Linked DNA regions of Mus musculus: regions 2 and 3 are each linked to region 1. A link is a contact called in public HiCAR-type and promoter capture Hi-C data. All regions are on one chromosome and are shown on one strand. The core of a region is the stretch at or near the end of the contact, and the rest is flanking DNA. Distances in the headings are between cores, read along the strand shown.

Evidence for each region. Promoter capture Hi-C pulls out the DNA fragments that hold promoters and counts their contacts. HiCAR-type assays count read pairs that join an accessible place to other places.
Region 2: a contact with region 1 is called in a HiCAR-type map of astrocytes, with 4 times the contacts expected there. The contact joins the enhancer-like site here to the promoter of Col4a1 in region 1. A contact is called at or near these places in 9 of 39 promoter capture datasets (the C10 cell line, cranial neural crest, embryonic stem cells and 5 more), 1 of 484 Hi-C or Micro-C datasets (embryonic stem cells), 8 of 115 datasets of contacts at active chromatin or transcription factors (astrocytes, embryonic basal ganglia, embryonic forebrain and 5 more) and 2 of 9 other capture datasets (embryonic stem cells and liver).
Region 3: a promoter capture Hi-C map of hippocampal neurons shows a contact between it and region 1, with 2.3 times the contacts expected there. The contact joins the enhancer-like site here to the promoter of Col4a1 in region 1. A contact is called at or near these places in 6 of 39 promoter capture datasets (the C10 cell line, the SN4741 cell line, embryonic stem cells and 3 more) and 1 of 115 datasets of contacts at active chromatin or transcription factors (astrocytes).

Annotation. Positions count from the first base shown.
Region 1 is chr8:11,309,940-11,314,847 of GRCm38.p6, forward strand. It overlaps Col4a1 (collagen, type IV, alpha 1), which reads right to left and starts at 2,887. Exons shown (of 52, transcript NM_009931.2): 1 at 2,577-2,887. The coding sequence starts at 2,660. It overlaps Col4a2 (collagen, type IV, alpha 2), which reads left to right and starts at 2,866. Exons shown (of 48, transcript NM_009932.4): 1 at 2,866-3,175; 2 at 3,480-3,568; 3 at 3,691-3,745. The coding sequence starts at 3,525.
Region 2 is chr8:10,413,148-10,418,055 of GRCm38.p6, forward strand. It overlaps Myo16 (myosin XVI), which reads left to right. Exons shown (of 35, transcript NM_001319151.1): 16 at 1-143. Gm51561 (a long non-coding RNA gene) reads right to left here. Exons shown (of 3, transcript XR_003947504.1): 2 at 4,022-4,073; 3 at 142-1,155. Among named protein-coding and RNA genes, the nearest start is that of Gm51561, 15 kb to the right of the region's middle. Within about 2 kb of position 1,859, at least 15 of the 459 cell types and tissues checked have an H3K27ac peak or open chromatin away from gene starts, as enhancers often do.
Region 3 is chr8:10,487,473-10,492,380 of GRCm38.p6, forward strand. The region is part of intron 23 of Myo16 (myosin XVI); the gene reads left to right. Among named protein-coding and RNA genes, the nearest start is that of Gm51561, 60 kb to the left of the region's middle. Within about 2 kb of position 2,824, at least 9 of the 459 cell types and tissues checked have an H3K27ac peak or open chromatin away from gene starts, as enhancers often do. A contact at or near this core is called in hippocampal neurons, where this site is marked.

The DNA.
Region 1 (4,908 bases), core at 1,637-4,136:
CTCATTGAGTGTACACCCAGTTTTTCAAAGCATCAGTCAGCACCTCTAGTGGAGCCCAGTCTAGCACACACACGGCTAGTGCGCAGATCTCTGGCTGATTTCAGAAGCCCTTACCCTTTCCCAGTCCTGTTCCTTGTAAAAAGAAAGAGGCCTGGGGACCCTCCTCACTAGCACCCCACTCCCAATATGCCTTGTTGGGGTGACATAGGAAGTCAGCCTTCTCATCTAGATGCAAACTCAAGGAGAGCCACCCAGACAGGCCTGGGAAGAAAGTCTTCCCTCTTCGTATGAGCTCTCTGGTCACTCACTCCCTGGAGACATGACTAATGTTCAGGAGACAGCAAGATTGCTGGGCAGGCATGGCCACACTTAGGGGAAAGTTCACATCTCAGACCCTGAAAAGCCATTTGATAAGCACCAATAGAGAGTGCCTGCCCAGTGTGTGCACGATCCTGGGCCCATCCCCAAGCAGAACTGATGATCTTCCCATCTAAATTAACAATTAGCTTAGAGGATATTTGACTTGGAAAACTCAATGGAGGCTACTTCATTGCTGTGGTACCTCTAACAGCTAGTTTTAAAAGGAGCTGGGCAAAATGTTATTGATACCATGAAAAGGACACAGATTTCTAAATGAGGGGGGATGTTGTTTTTAAACAGGTCTTCTTGCATACCTAAGGTCATATGCACATTTAGCAGGCTTGCTAATGGGGTGAATGTCTTACCAAGGTAACATCTTAGGGTACCCACGGGCCAAATCACTTAAGATAAGGCAGCTGGAGGAACAGAACAGAGCGAGCATCCAGAAATGTACTTGGTCTTACAGGACAATTAGTAGGAAATACATCAATGTCAAGCCTCAACCCTGGCTGGTTTGACTTTCCAAGTAAGATCAGGAGTTCATGTGGCTGACTCAACGGTTTAAAGTCCTGAGGGTCTGGACGTGAGATCTCACAGTTAGCTTTGCTAACACGATCGTTCAGAAAAACCTAAGTCCAAACAGTGGCTCATGCTTTTCCATCACAGTGATCCCCTTAGAAGGCCTAGGTCTTTTGGTAAATATTTTCCACCCTGGGGAATGAACCCAGGGCTATGTTCATGCTGGGTAAGCACTTTGCCCGTCAGCCTCTTTTTACTTTATTATTATTATTATTATTATTATTATTATTATTATTATTATTATTATAGCGAGAGTCTCCCTATGTTGCCTGGGCTAGCCTTGAACTCATTCTGTTGCCCAGGCTAGCCTTGAACTTGAGATCCCCCTGCTTCGGGTGTCCAAGAAGCAAGAACTACAAGACCTGCACCGCCAGCAGGTCCAGCCTATCAAGCCTGCTCTTTTGAGAAACTACCCTCAGCAAGAGAATGGGTAGTTAAAAGGCTACCTGCGGTGAAGGTGAAGACTGGAGAGGAGGGAACTCTCTGAAGTTGGTTGCTGATGTAATTAATCATCCTTCTTCAGAAAGGGAGGCAAAACCCAATTAAGAAAACCCCTAGTAACGTTACCAGTTTATTCTAGTATGTAACAGTTAATAATTTATAGCATAGTTGATCAGTATCGCTCCTGCAGGAAAGAGGTGAAATTCTTAAAAGGAAAGGAAAATGCACAATTAAGCAACGGTTTCTTTTAAAACTTGGAAGCTTCGGTGAGAAGCAAACGTCGTTTTTTAGGCATTTGAGGGGAAGGCAAACTGTGGAGAGGCCACACCTTGTGGCCTTTGGGCCTGCATGGCTGTCACAGCAGCAGCAGCAGCTGAAGTGTATTCTCTAGGGGCGAAGGCAGAAAGTCTGGCCGGGTTCCTCCAGAGCTGGAAGTCTGGCTCTTGCAAACATCTCCCAGCGCCCTCCTGGCCAAGCACAGCACCAGAGGAAACAAAAACTTAAAAAAAACAATTTGCGCAGGGAACAATGCGACGGAGTTTCGCTTTGGTTTCACACTCAAGTCTAAATGTGGTTATAATTTTCAGGCACGCACTCATAAAAGGCAAGAGTCGAGGCAGAGACTTTTAGGATGCGGAGAAGAGCCCCGCGTCTGTTCTCAAGCGTGCCGTAGGCTACACAAAAGTCGTGGGAAAGCAAAAATACAGATGTTTCCAGGCAAACGGCCCAAAGCTGTTCAGCCTCAACCATCACGGTCTCCAAACAACCAGAAACACACCCAAAGCGGTTCCCCCTGCACATGAGTGTAGGACTCTGAGTGGCGTGGGGTGTGCCTGGCCACCCTTCCAGCCCCGACCCACTCGCGCGCCCCGCCGCTGAGAGCCTTGGCGATGAGGGTTCAAATCTCACTGGCTCCTCGGTACCCTCACCCCGCCGTGGTACACGCTAAGCTTCAGTCCCTTCCTAACTCTCCCGCACCCAGTGTATAACAAAGGAGGTTCCGTAATGGATGTGCGATCGCTGCCCACAGGGACTAGGAGAGGGAGACCCGGGGGAAGAATGCACCTGGCCGTGCCACCCGCGGTACCCTCGAGGGCCAGGCGGCTTGACTGCGCCAGGCGCTGGACAAAGAGGCCTCGCGGGGCGTCAGGGGTGCAGGGAGGGAGGCTGGGGAGCGCAGCCCGCAGGGAACTCACCTTCGCAGCTGCTCGGCTGCGCTCCTCGTGGAGCAGAAGGGCGGCGAAGAGCAGCAGAAGCCAGACGCTGAGCCGGGGCCCCATGGTGGCGCGCCCGGGGCGGCAGGGGACCAGCAGAGACGGCGGGGAAATGCAGCCCAGTTCCCGTGGGCCACGGCGAGGTGCTCAGTCTCGGAGGGCCCGGGCGTGAGCCCTGCTCACCGTCCCGGGTGCGGTGACTCTGCGCAGAGACCTGAGCGCGCCGCCCGAGGAGCTCCCCAATTTGTTGGCGCTGCCCCCTCCCCTCGGCAGTGCGCGGGCGGCGTCTCCAAGGGGAGGACCCTGCGGCGCGGGTAAGAGGCGGAGGCTGCGCGCCGCTCGGGACTTGGTGTCGCAGGGAGTCCGAACGCCGGGGCTCTGCGCTCCGCACCCAGCTCCTCCCGCGCCCCGATTCCACGAGCCCCTTGGCTCGCCAATCCCGGGCAAGCACCAGCAAGGCACGCCGGGGCCGAGAGTCCGGCGCCCACGGAGCAGAGCCAGGCCGGCCTGGCCGCCGGTGTGCCACGGGCCAACGCTTCTTCAGGGGCCCATGCGCGCGGGCAGCAGCTCCTGACCCTGAGGTGAGAGCGACCCCCGGGAGGCACAGAGAGCCAGGCCCCAAGTCGCGGACCTGTAGCGCCGGAGTAGGCTGAGGCTGCGCGCTCCGTTGGATCGGAGCTGGGGGAATAGGGATCGCGCTGCATGGGCTGAGGAGCTCCAGGCAGGGCCTACGGAGAAGAATCTCCCTTTTTCTGTCTCCTGATGGGACAGAACTTTGGTCACCCCGCAAGGAAACGAGGGACATTATGCGGAGTCAGGGTGCTAAGATGACGATGCTCTCTCTGCCTGCCACCTTTGCTAACCCGCTTTGTCTCTTGCCTCCAGGTTAGGAAGGGATCGAGCCGAGTCTAGAGCTCAAAGACTGGGATCATGGACCGAGTGCGGTTCAAAGCGTCTGGCCCTCCCCTGCGAGGGTAAGTCGCCTTCTGCCTGGTCTCCTAGGTGAAGGGGACCTTGCATGCATATTTCAGGAGTTGACAAGTTGGGGCCCGCATGTTTTGGTCGCTTTCTTACCCTCCCTCCCTCTCCTGTGCAGGTGGCTGCTGCTAGCAACTGTGACAGTGGGACTCCTGGCTCAGAGCGTCTTGGGGGTAAGTACCGCTTGAACTCCACGGCGCTTGGAGTTCCGCGCCCGTGACGGGTTGGGACGCTCGCGGAGCCTCGTGGAAGACAGGCTCGTCGAGCCCACCTGAGTGTGCGTGTGCATTGTAGGTGTGTGCTACTGTGTCTGCCAGCCGCTCGTCCCGTGCAGTGCAGGAGTCGGCCCTCTCTAGGGAGCTAATAATTAAAACGTAGCCTCAGGCACCTTTTGCTGCCAAGCTTTGGCCTTAGCAGCAAGGGAAGAATGTCTATCACTAGGCCACGAGGCGCACGGACAGAGGGGGCTGGGAGCAAAGAGTTTCCAGAAACTCAGAGGTGGTGTCCAGGCACTGTGGTGGGCAGAGAGCATCTTGCTTAAATATGAGTCTCTGGGGAGGGGCGGGGCAAGGAGGAGACAGCCTCCTGCTTTAAGGTTGTTCGGGGACAAAGGGATAGAAACCGCGGTCTCTTCCAAACCTTGAGTAGGCCCTGAAGAGCCACAGACCAGAGGGAGGCCTGTGGTCCCTGGCTTCTGTGACTTGTTTACTGTACCTGTTGCTCCTTGAAAGACCAAACCAGGCCTGCCAGAACAGCCTTTGAACTGAACTGGAGAGATGCTCTGGGGCTCCCTCGCATTTTAAATGTAGCCACTCCTTATACCAGTACCAGTGTGTGTGTGTGGGGGGGGGGGTCTTCTCATAGGTAGTGCTGTTTAAAAGAAACATGAAAATTGAGAACCCTGGCCAGGTGTCCTATGTGCCCTGTTTACTTGTCTGTGGAATACCTGAGTTCCAAGTAGACACAGCTTGGGACACCAGTACACTCTGTGTCTGGAACCAACACACCTTTGGGGAAGGAGCCCTGCTTCAGCCTCCTTCCCTTCCCTCACCTAGCTGGAACCATCAGTGGTTCTCAGGCTTGCAGAAAGTGGGCACTGGTTCCACCACACAGTTGGTCTCCTGCTCTGCTGGGATGCAGAGCCCAGCATGAGGAGAAAGCGGAGCTCTGACCAGACTGGCCGCTCAGCCCTGGCCAGTCTTATAGCTTGAGTCTGTCTCCTTCCTGCCCCAGTCCTCAGTCCTGACATAAGAGCAGAACCTAAATGTTGGAACAGCCCATTACTTATGGGCCCTCATGCATGACTCCCACTTGGCCGGGATCCGTAGACCACAGC
Region 2 (4,908 bases), core at 609-3,108, 900 kb before region 1:
ATTTCCACTTACATGCTGGAGAAGTCCAGGGTTGTGGCTCAGCCTCCCGGCCAGGGCACCTTTCTGATTTTCTCCTGGTTGATGGACGGGTTATCTTCGGAAGAAAAATGTGGACTTCACCTTAATAACTTCTGTGCACACCGGTGAGTGATCAAAGGCTTTATAACAGTTTCCTGAACATTGGAAGCACAATTCTCAGCTTCAAATTGTCTTCATATGCCCAAGGAAGGCTGTTGGCCACTGTCAGGGCTGAGCTATCTATTAATATGCTGGACTGTCTTACTGTGTCTCAGATGGGAGGACAAAATCCTAGCATTCTGTAAGCATGCGGATGCTGTTTGGGAAACACTGTCTGATCTGCTGTCATCTTGTAATGTGTCGGGCCATGGTGCGGGTAGCTAATAGTCACTGGGTTTACACAAGAAAGAGAGGACTCTCAGTGCTAAATCAAGGGTGGTTGTTCTTCATGGGAGGTCAAAGCTTTGGGGAAATGCAGTCATTGGTGACACGTGAAGTCACAAAGGTGGTCTCCTGAGGAACACTGGTTCTACATACTCTCTCCTACCAGAAGCCAGCCAGACCCCACATGGCACTGTACCAGATTTGTGTTTGGATGAGAATTAGAAGTTATAAGGAGTGAATGGTACCCAGAGCAGAGGCTGCTGGGACGTGGGGTCTCCAGCTCATCTCTACTTCACTATGCTAAATTCTCTGGCTTAGTCTGTTGTATTCCTGTGGGGAAGCCTGTGATAAACGAGTGTGTGGTCACCGGCGTGATTCCGTGATACATAACCAGGTCAGGGAGCCGCGTGGTAGCTGATGACTCTGAGATGAGAGAGGGATACCTCAGATGGCTCCTGACATACAGACACCTATTGAGTCCTCACATGCACTTGGGGGCAGCATCCTGGTCAACTGAGAGCTGTCCCAGGGCTTCAATGGAAAGTGTGGTGTTAAGATACAGCAAGGGGCCATTGCATGTGATCAGAGTGTGTAGGAAGCATAACGGTGACTTCACGCACAGGCTACATCAGATGCTTGTCTCTCTTGGAAGAGATGTTGCAGGGCCCTAAACTGATACAAAGCCATGAACCTGTGGTGTCTCTGTGAGGAGCCCCAGCAGGGACAGTCAGGAGTCACAAAGAGTTCGGTGCCCTGCAACAAAGCAAGTGTCTTATTAGCGTGCATTATGAATAGCTAGTGGGTGCTATTCATATGAGGACAGGAGCCCCTGTGTGCTGCAGGATGTATCTGCTTACCCCATATTCTGCACAAACCTGCTGATCCCTGTCTTAAACAAACCTCATCTGAATTTACACAGTCCCCTTCTCCTTCTCTGCTTGCTCCCCCCCTCTCACACACACACTAGCCAAGTATGATGTTGATGAAGTAGGCTGTGTCTTACTAGTGTGCAAACCACCACAGCCTGCAGCCTGTCTCACACACAACAGCTCGTTATCTACGTGAAGCACTAAGAGGCATGTGCAGCAGTCCAGGGACTGCAGGGCCCTTGCACTTAGTATGCCTTCTGTGACCGTTATTCTAAAGGACGAGCACTGTCTCTGCCTGTGGTTTTAGAATCCGTGCAGCAGATGCATCTTTAACTTCAGCTATGTGCATGCTATAAGGTATTCTAAATCCCACACAGATACAGATAGACCCTACATCAGTACTAAAGTCCACCTATACACACATCTCTGCTTACAGCACAGGAAGGCTCGCTAGAGCACAGCACCTCTGCCTAACTGCAGAGCTTGCTCAGGGCAGGGGTGGGCACCCATCCCTCCAGTTCATGAAAACAGCATTTACCAAAGCACCTCTAGCCTTTATCAAGCTCTGACTAGGCAGAATGCATGCCCTGAGAATCCCACAAGAGGGCGCTCTCCCCACACCTCAAAGGGACACAAACCAGCCCAGCCAACCAATGCCAAACCAAACTTTCATTCTTTTTGCTTACACTTTTTTTCCCGTGTTTTTCTTTTCCTTGCCCCACATTTCTTACGTAAATAACATTTCATTTTTTGTGCACACAGTGTCATATGTGGGAGATAAATATAATTTATATTCCTGCAAATCGACATTTAATGAAAGCAGCGTATGCTGTCATTGCTGCTCACTTTAAATGATCTCCCTGCTGGGTTTAGCCTCTAGAAAACTTAGGCTTTTAAACCCGAAGAAGAGACTCTTAATCCCCGTCCTGGCTGACTGATGATGGAGAGGATTGTGGGACGGCACCCTAATGTTCTTCAGCAGAGGTCAGGCTTCGAACTGTGCTGGAAAGCAGTCATTTGACTGTGAGCAGGTGACCTGCTTCTCACCTGCGCTCAGAGAGCTGAGTCACCTCACCGTGGTTTGAACTTGTGATGGCTGCTAGCACCTGTCACAGGAGAGCTGAGCAATTAACTCCCAGGAAAGTGTGTTCTCTGCTGAGTCGTTAACTGCAGGGCTGGGGTGAATCTGAAGACATTTCAGACTTTTTTTTTCAAGGTAAAGAAAAACTTCAGGGTCATTTAAAGGTGACTCTCCATGACTCCATGACATACCAGCATTTGTTCAGGCACACGGTTTTAAGCAAGGGAAAATCTGATGGTTTATAAGACCTGTGTGTGAAAACTGCAGAGGGGTCTTGTAAACCTGTGTTTATAAGTCTTATGACTTAAGGAGTGGTGAAAACCCAGACCTGGCCCATGCTTGCCCCGTGTTCTAAGCTGAGATGCCGACCCTGGCAGCTTGAACCATTGGGCATCTGTCTAGGAAGACTTACGCAATTTTATTCAAAACTAAGTTTCCAGACAAGTTATATTGTGTAGCTTTTTGCTTGAATAATATTTTTGAGGTGGTATCGCAAGACTTTGTGAGTCACTCCACCCTCAGCATCAATAGGCAGCTATATATAGGACTTTTGAACCAGTGCATTTGCATGGATCACGTGACCGTGTCTTAAATCAGCGAGATTTCTGCATGAGCTTTAAACTCGTGAACTCTTTATGCACGGAGGCATCTCTTGCTTTGTTGTTGACACTGGGTGCTTCGAGGATGGCTTCCTACAGGGCTCTGTTGATTCTCAGTAACAGTAGAGAGTCACCTTTGATGTCACCATGGTGAGGATGAGCTGACCAGGGGCTGCAGCGGCCAGCCAGGTCAGCAGCTGGCACGTGCCAAGCTAATGTGAACATGCCTGGCTGTCCCATCCTTGGTGGTTTGGGTCAGAATCTGCACAGTATTCAAGTCGGTAGTGATCCCACCTCATTTCAACTGTGTGCTTGACCATTTCTTAATTCCCCTCCCCTCACCACGCTTTGGACAGTTAAACACTGTTCAAATTTAAGGGTGAAGTCACACAATAAGCTAGGGGTCAGAAGGATTACACAAGAGGGTTAGACATATATTTTAGCATAAATGGAATTTCTCGTGAGATTTCTAGTGGGGGGAAATCACATTTGATTGGAAAGGTTAAAGGTCACATGATCCAGGGTGGGTGTGTGCTTCCTTGTAATTTTATCATGGTTACTTGAAGCACTTCTACATAAAAATAGAGTAAACACTGAGGGTGCTTAGAACAGAGCATTGGATAAGAGCAAGCTGTTGGGAGGTAGGGCAGACACTGTATCGTTTGATTTTATCAAACCATGTTTTATGCATGGCCACAAAGACCAAGCCCCAGTCTCTGAGGGAGAGGATGGTTGACCGCCCTCCAGGCCCCTCCACTGCCTGACTGGTGGTGGCTTCAGTTGTGGGAAGTTGTACTGAAGTTCACACGTTACTAAGTGAGACGGATCAGCCTGCCGACTCCTAGTGGGCTCGTGCACTTCAGTCATGGAAAGAGAAAGTCATTCTTGGGTCAGAACACAGCTCAACACTAATCCGGGCTTGGCATGCATTAGCTTGTGAGTTTGGAGACGTGGGGATCTGGCCTTAATGACTTACTCATTATTCCCAAACCCAAAACGCTCTGAGAACCAGACGTTTATTTATGACTTATGTGGTGGTGAAAACCCAGACCTGGCCCAACCTTGCTCACCATCGATGTTCGAAGCTGAGATGAGACCCCGGCAGTTTGAACCATTATGCATCTGTCAAGGAAGACACATGAGATTTTATTCAGGACTAAATTGTTTTTTGATTAGAAGATGTTGCCCCAGGTCTACCAGGGATGAAAACACTACTTTTGCTTTTTTAAAATGTGGATTTCGGAATGAGCTTTGCTTTAACAGCAAAGCAGGGTCTGCTGCAGCATCACAGTGCGCGGGTCTGAGCAGAGTAGGGTCCAGCTTTCTCACTGTGTTCCAGACACCTAGCACCTCCAGGACCCCCGCAGAGCACTGGCTGGGGGAACATTAGTAAGACACACCTTACCTCTGAACAGGAAGCTCCTGCCGCCTTCTGTCCCCATCCTCCCAAACCCTACTTACTTATTATAAGCATAGATCTATTTTACTGCCTGTAAATTATGGGATGTGAGATGGGCATAGATAGAGACCATTGAGTGGACTTCGGTTTGCTCAGCTGGTCACTGTGACTGGATAGATAGATGGGAGTTTTAGATTTGGGTAATGAAAAAGGGCAAGGGCAGGGCTACTGGGTGGTCCCACTGAGATTTCACAGGGTCATGTTCACAGCTTGTGTGTGTATGTATGTTTTTAACGTGTGACTGTGTTGTGTGAGAGTATATATGTATGTTATGTGTGTCTATGTTTGACTATATGTGTTCATTTGTGTGTTTATATATAAGTATATGTGTGTGTGCAGGTGTTTTCATGTGTGCATGTGTGTATGTGCGTATGTATATGTATGTGTGTAGGTGAACATATATATGTATGTATATATGTATGCATGTGTGCTTCTGTGTTTCTCTGGCATGTGTATATGTGCATATGTGTGTATATGTGCATGTATGCACATGTACTT
Region 3 (4,908 bases), core at 1,574-4,073, 820 kb before region 1:
ATAATAATGTAATTATCAATTTGGCTTGGCCTTAACATGTTGACCTACAAAGGCAGTAGACAAGGGATCAGCATTCAGCCTATTGTCTATGTGTGCACCTGTTCTGAGGCACCTCACCAATGAGGTGATGGTAACAGGGAAGGAAAATGAAGAGAGCCCATATCTGAGTAGAGAATCTGTACGTGAAACCCAGGACTCCCCTTGAAGCTAGTGCAGTGATGTCAGTGCCCAGAGGAACCCATTCTAGTCCTGTGTGTGACAAGAGCTGAGGATGTTCATGGCAGTTAAATGCAGTGTCTGCAGCTCGTAGCTCCTGGCTGTTGCTTCTTTCGATCTTTTGTTTAGATCTCTCTGCCCACTTGATTGAATTCAGGGAATGGCCAGGATATCTTGCAATGCGGTCTCTCGGGAATGAATCTATCAGCCTTCCTGCACCCTGATTTTGTTTATACCTTCAAGAGGCCCAACATTTTTACTCGAGCACTTGATTGTCATGGCTGCATTCTTGGCTTTGCTTTTCTGTGACCTACACAGCTGCTACAAAAGTTGAACTCTTGGCACCAAGACCAGCAAAGACAAGAACGCCTTGGGAACTGTCAAATTCGGGCACGGTACGGTCTTAAAAGAAAATATATTAAAATTTCAAAGAGAACAACATGATTTGGTTATTACAAGAAATGTCAATAATCTGAGGCTAAGAGATTTACCAGAATGGGAGCAGTCACCACCCAGATCTCAAGGAGATATGGGAAGAAAAGACACCATGGGGTTGTGGGAAATATTAAAAAGAACGGCAAATTCCCATGCTATGGTGGGCACTGGTGGGCCACATGACTCCAGTGTGGTGCTCTTATCTCAGCAGACTCTCTGGCCTGGAGCTCCCAATACAGCTCCACCTAACTCCCTAAGTTCCCTTGGCGGGTTGTTGCCACATGAGCCCCATGCGATGACCACCCACCTCAAGATTGGCTGTCACAACTCCCAGTAACCCGGTAAAATCAAAACTCTAGAAGGTTATAATTAATCAGTCAGATTTATACACAATAAATTCTAAATTCACAAGATGCCCTGACAATAATTTCAGAGTCAACTGATAATGATACAAGCTGCCCAGCTAGATGAGACAAGTTATCTCAATTATTCTATCCTTATATGATATTATAGCTACTGGTGGCTATTTAAAGCCACTATGAATCTGAATCCTAGGACAATCCTGTTGGTCCTCCATTTTCCTCCTCCTCCTCTCCTGTGTCGCTCCCTGTCTCTGCAACTCTTAGCTCCACCTCCCTTTTCTCTGTCCAATCACAGGCTTCTTGTTGTATTAATAATTAAATTAATTGGACAGGGAAAATCCTGCTACACCAGGGGCCTTGGGCATTTGGGGCAGATGCTGGAAGCTGGAGCCATGGCTCCTGTAACCACGTATGTGTTCCAGCAGCAGGTTCTGCTTGGCTGGGGAGGAAGGTGCTGACCAGAGCTGCTGTGGCCCTATCTCTTCCCACCCTATCCCAGATCCTGGCTTCAGGCAGCACTTCTACATGGCCACCAGGGCATCTCTAGGAGCTCCACTGTCTAGAGCTAAGTAGACTACTGATGGACTAGAGGCAAACATACACAGGAGAGGACAAGATGATGTCCTGGCAAAGCAAGGAGAACATGTGCAGAGGTCCAGCACTTGAAAAGGCAAAATGGCAAAACTGATGCAGAGATATAAAGACAAGAAATCTCAAGAGGAAGGAACTAGGGTAATGCCAAATTTGAACACTCGACATTTCCCAAATTTTATAAATGTGTGCTTTACGAGAGCACTAAACTATTGAATGGAACTTAAGACAAATTTTATTTTTAATTCAGATCATTTCAGTCCAGGTACATTTTTGTTATTATTATCATCATTATTTTTTTTAAACAGATCTCACATTGTAGCACCCAAGGCTGGCCTAGAACTCACTACATAACCAAGGTTGGAACTGACGGTATAGCCAAAGTTAGCTTTGAACTCATAACAATCCCACTGCCCCAGCCTTCTGAGTGCTGGATTACGAGTGTAAGCCACCACACCCAGATGGTAGTTTTATTTTAATAGATTTTGCTCTTGGTCACACTAAAAACAAATTGAAAATCTCAATATGTCCACTTACCATATCTATAGAAGACCTCCTCTCATTCCCTGCAAACAGTGCATTTATCAGCAATCTTTGCTAACAAAATAATTAGACTTTGCTGTGAACAATGGTTGGACAGAGGAGAAGTGAAGGCATGGGGAGTGATTCACCTATGGCTAGTGTTCAGCCCCAGGACTGGCTGTGTATTGACCATGGAAACTAGCATGGGAATCCCCCCTTCCTAATGCTCACTTGGACTTCATCACACGCTTGCTGCTTCCAGGCTCTCCACCCTGCATCTCTGACTGTGCATCGGAACCGACTGGGGAGGAAGGGGCAAGTGTGTGCTTCTGGCTTGCCTCCCAGAAGTGGTAACTGGGGAGTTTGGGTGAGATCTGGAAGATTTGCAATCGCATGAAGAATTGTAAATGAAGACTCCGGCTGATGGGAAATCTGGAAGCCGTTTTCAGAAACGCTGACTGTACCAGCCCCATAGTTGGCAGTTAGGTTGGGCCGTACCCCCATCTTTGTACCCCTTATCTCATTGGTCCCATGCAGGCAGAGGAGGCTTCTGGTACTGGCTGACCCCTGCCCAAACTTCCTCACCAGATCACAACAGCCAGCTACTCTTTAAGTTCAGTTCAGGGAGCTATATCTGTGTGAGGAGAGGGAGCCATGGTATGGCTAAGGCCCATCTTGCCTTGCATTCCTGTTTCCTTGGTGATGAGCCAAGCTCAAGCTTGACAGCCATCGCTTAGGAGGAAAAAGCATGTTTGTGTCTCAGTGTTCCATGATTTTTATTTTCATCGTGGATCTAGGAAACCAGGCAACAGGATGAGCTGTGATTCACAGCCGCGGGAAGACTCCCATACCTCCTTGTTTTAATGTATGGCTCACATAATTTATCTTTTAATTGTATTTATTGTGGTACAGCAGGAGTATTGTAGGGAGTAATCCAACAAAGCACACACACACACACACACACACACACACACTGTCCAACTCTCCCCCTGCCAAACCCCTCAGCCTGGCACCATCACAGCAGGGTTTTAGCAACTGTTGCTTGCAGCCAAACCCAAAGCATAATGCTAAGTTTTCCTTTGAGTAATTTTATTGAGCAGAATCATTCCAAAGAGAATTTTTAAATACATGATGATTTCCTTAAAGATTTTTTTGTTCTGGGCTGTGTGCATATAAATTTCTCTATTACATGCATGAGGGTTGCTGCTACTCCCAGCATGAAGCTTGTCTTTCAGTGTCTAGGAGGGAGAAAGAAGGAAGGCTTGAGGACCCATTATAGTAGGACACGGAGGGAGATGAAGGAATTAACCTGGCCTCCGTCTTCTGCTTTCCCCACCTCTCTCCTTTATCTACCAAATAATAAACCAGAGGAACAGAGCCCTGGGCAGAACAGCTACCTTAACAGCCCAGGAAAGCCTTCTGCCTAAAACCTCTCTGCTGCCTCAGGTGGGTGCTGCCACGGTGACAACACATGACTCTGTTCCCCTGACAACCAGTCGCTAAGCTATGGGTGGTTTCTCTGATAGATTTTTACCTGCATAGAAACCTGTCCACCTTACAAGGCTTTGAGATAGCCTGCTTTTATACTGTCTGAAACCCAGTGGTGTGATCCCCACAGGTTCCCTCGTCTTCAAGGCCTCAATCGTCCTCCTGGTCCCCTAGTTCTCTACAGCTTCACTCTATGTCTTTTTCAGGTGAATGTGATGCCTTGGGCTGATGGCCTTTCTTGCTAGTAACATGGCTCTTGGTGAGCCGCAATGCCTGATACCTTCCCCGGAGGTTTGTTCTGTTTAGATACAATTCTATCACAATGTTGTAAATGAGTTTCAGCTGATACATTTTTTTAATTAGGTATTTATTTCATTTACATTTCCAATGCTATCTCAAAAGTCGCCCACACGCTCCCCCACCCACTCCCACTTCTTGGCCCTGGTGTACCCCTGTACTGGGGCATATAAAGTTTGCAAGACCAATGGGCCTCTCTTTCCGCTGATGGCTGACTAGGCCATCTTCTGATACACATGCAGCTAGAGACACGAGCTCTGGGGGTACTGGTTAGTTCACATTGTTGTTCCACCTATAGGGTTGCAGATCCCTTTAGCTCCTTGGGTGCTTTCTCTAGCTCCTCCATTGGGGGCCCTGTGATCCATCCAATAGCTGACTGTGAGCACCCACTTCTGTGTTTGCAAGGCCCCGGCATAAGGACCTTGTGAGTCTTCTTGCTGGGCAGGCAGCTTGGGGTAACACCTAACTGGGAGCCAGGAGAAAGGCAAACGGGAACAGTGAAGTTTCACATTGAAGAGGTCCACAGAGAGCCAGGCTGATGTTCCCATGGGCAGGTTCTGAGGCCAGGCGAGCCTCCCTACTCGGAGATCTCAGAGGAGGACAGGATTCAGAAGGCTAACTGGAAGGATCAGCTCACCCTTCTCAATGACTGTGAGAACAACCGCACACCAAGAAGCAAAGGAAGAGCTAAGCAGCCGCCGCCAACAGGGTGCAAGCAAGGTTTATAGGACAGTCAGGACACCTGAAACATAGCTCACATTTTCTAAGACCAGAGAAATCCATCAGTGTAGACCATGTGCTGAATGGACCCCAGCCCCAAATTCAAGGAATCCTGAAGCCTGGGGGACAGAGAGGAGGTTCACCCATTGTGATGCGATGCAAAGCAACTGGAAATGAACTAGAAAGGGCAAAGGGAAAACCTGCAGATGCGGTGTCCCCCAAGTCCCCTGCCACAAGCAGCAGCCATTGGATACTCTGCCACTAAACAGCTCCCTCT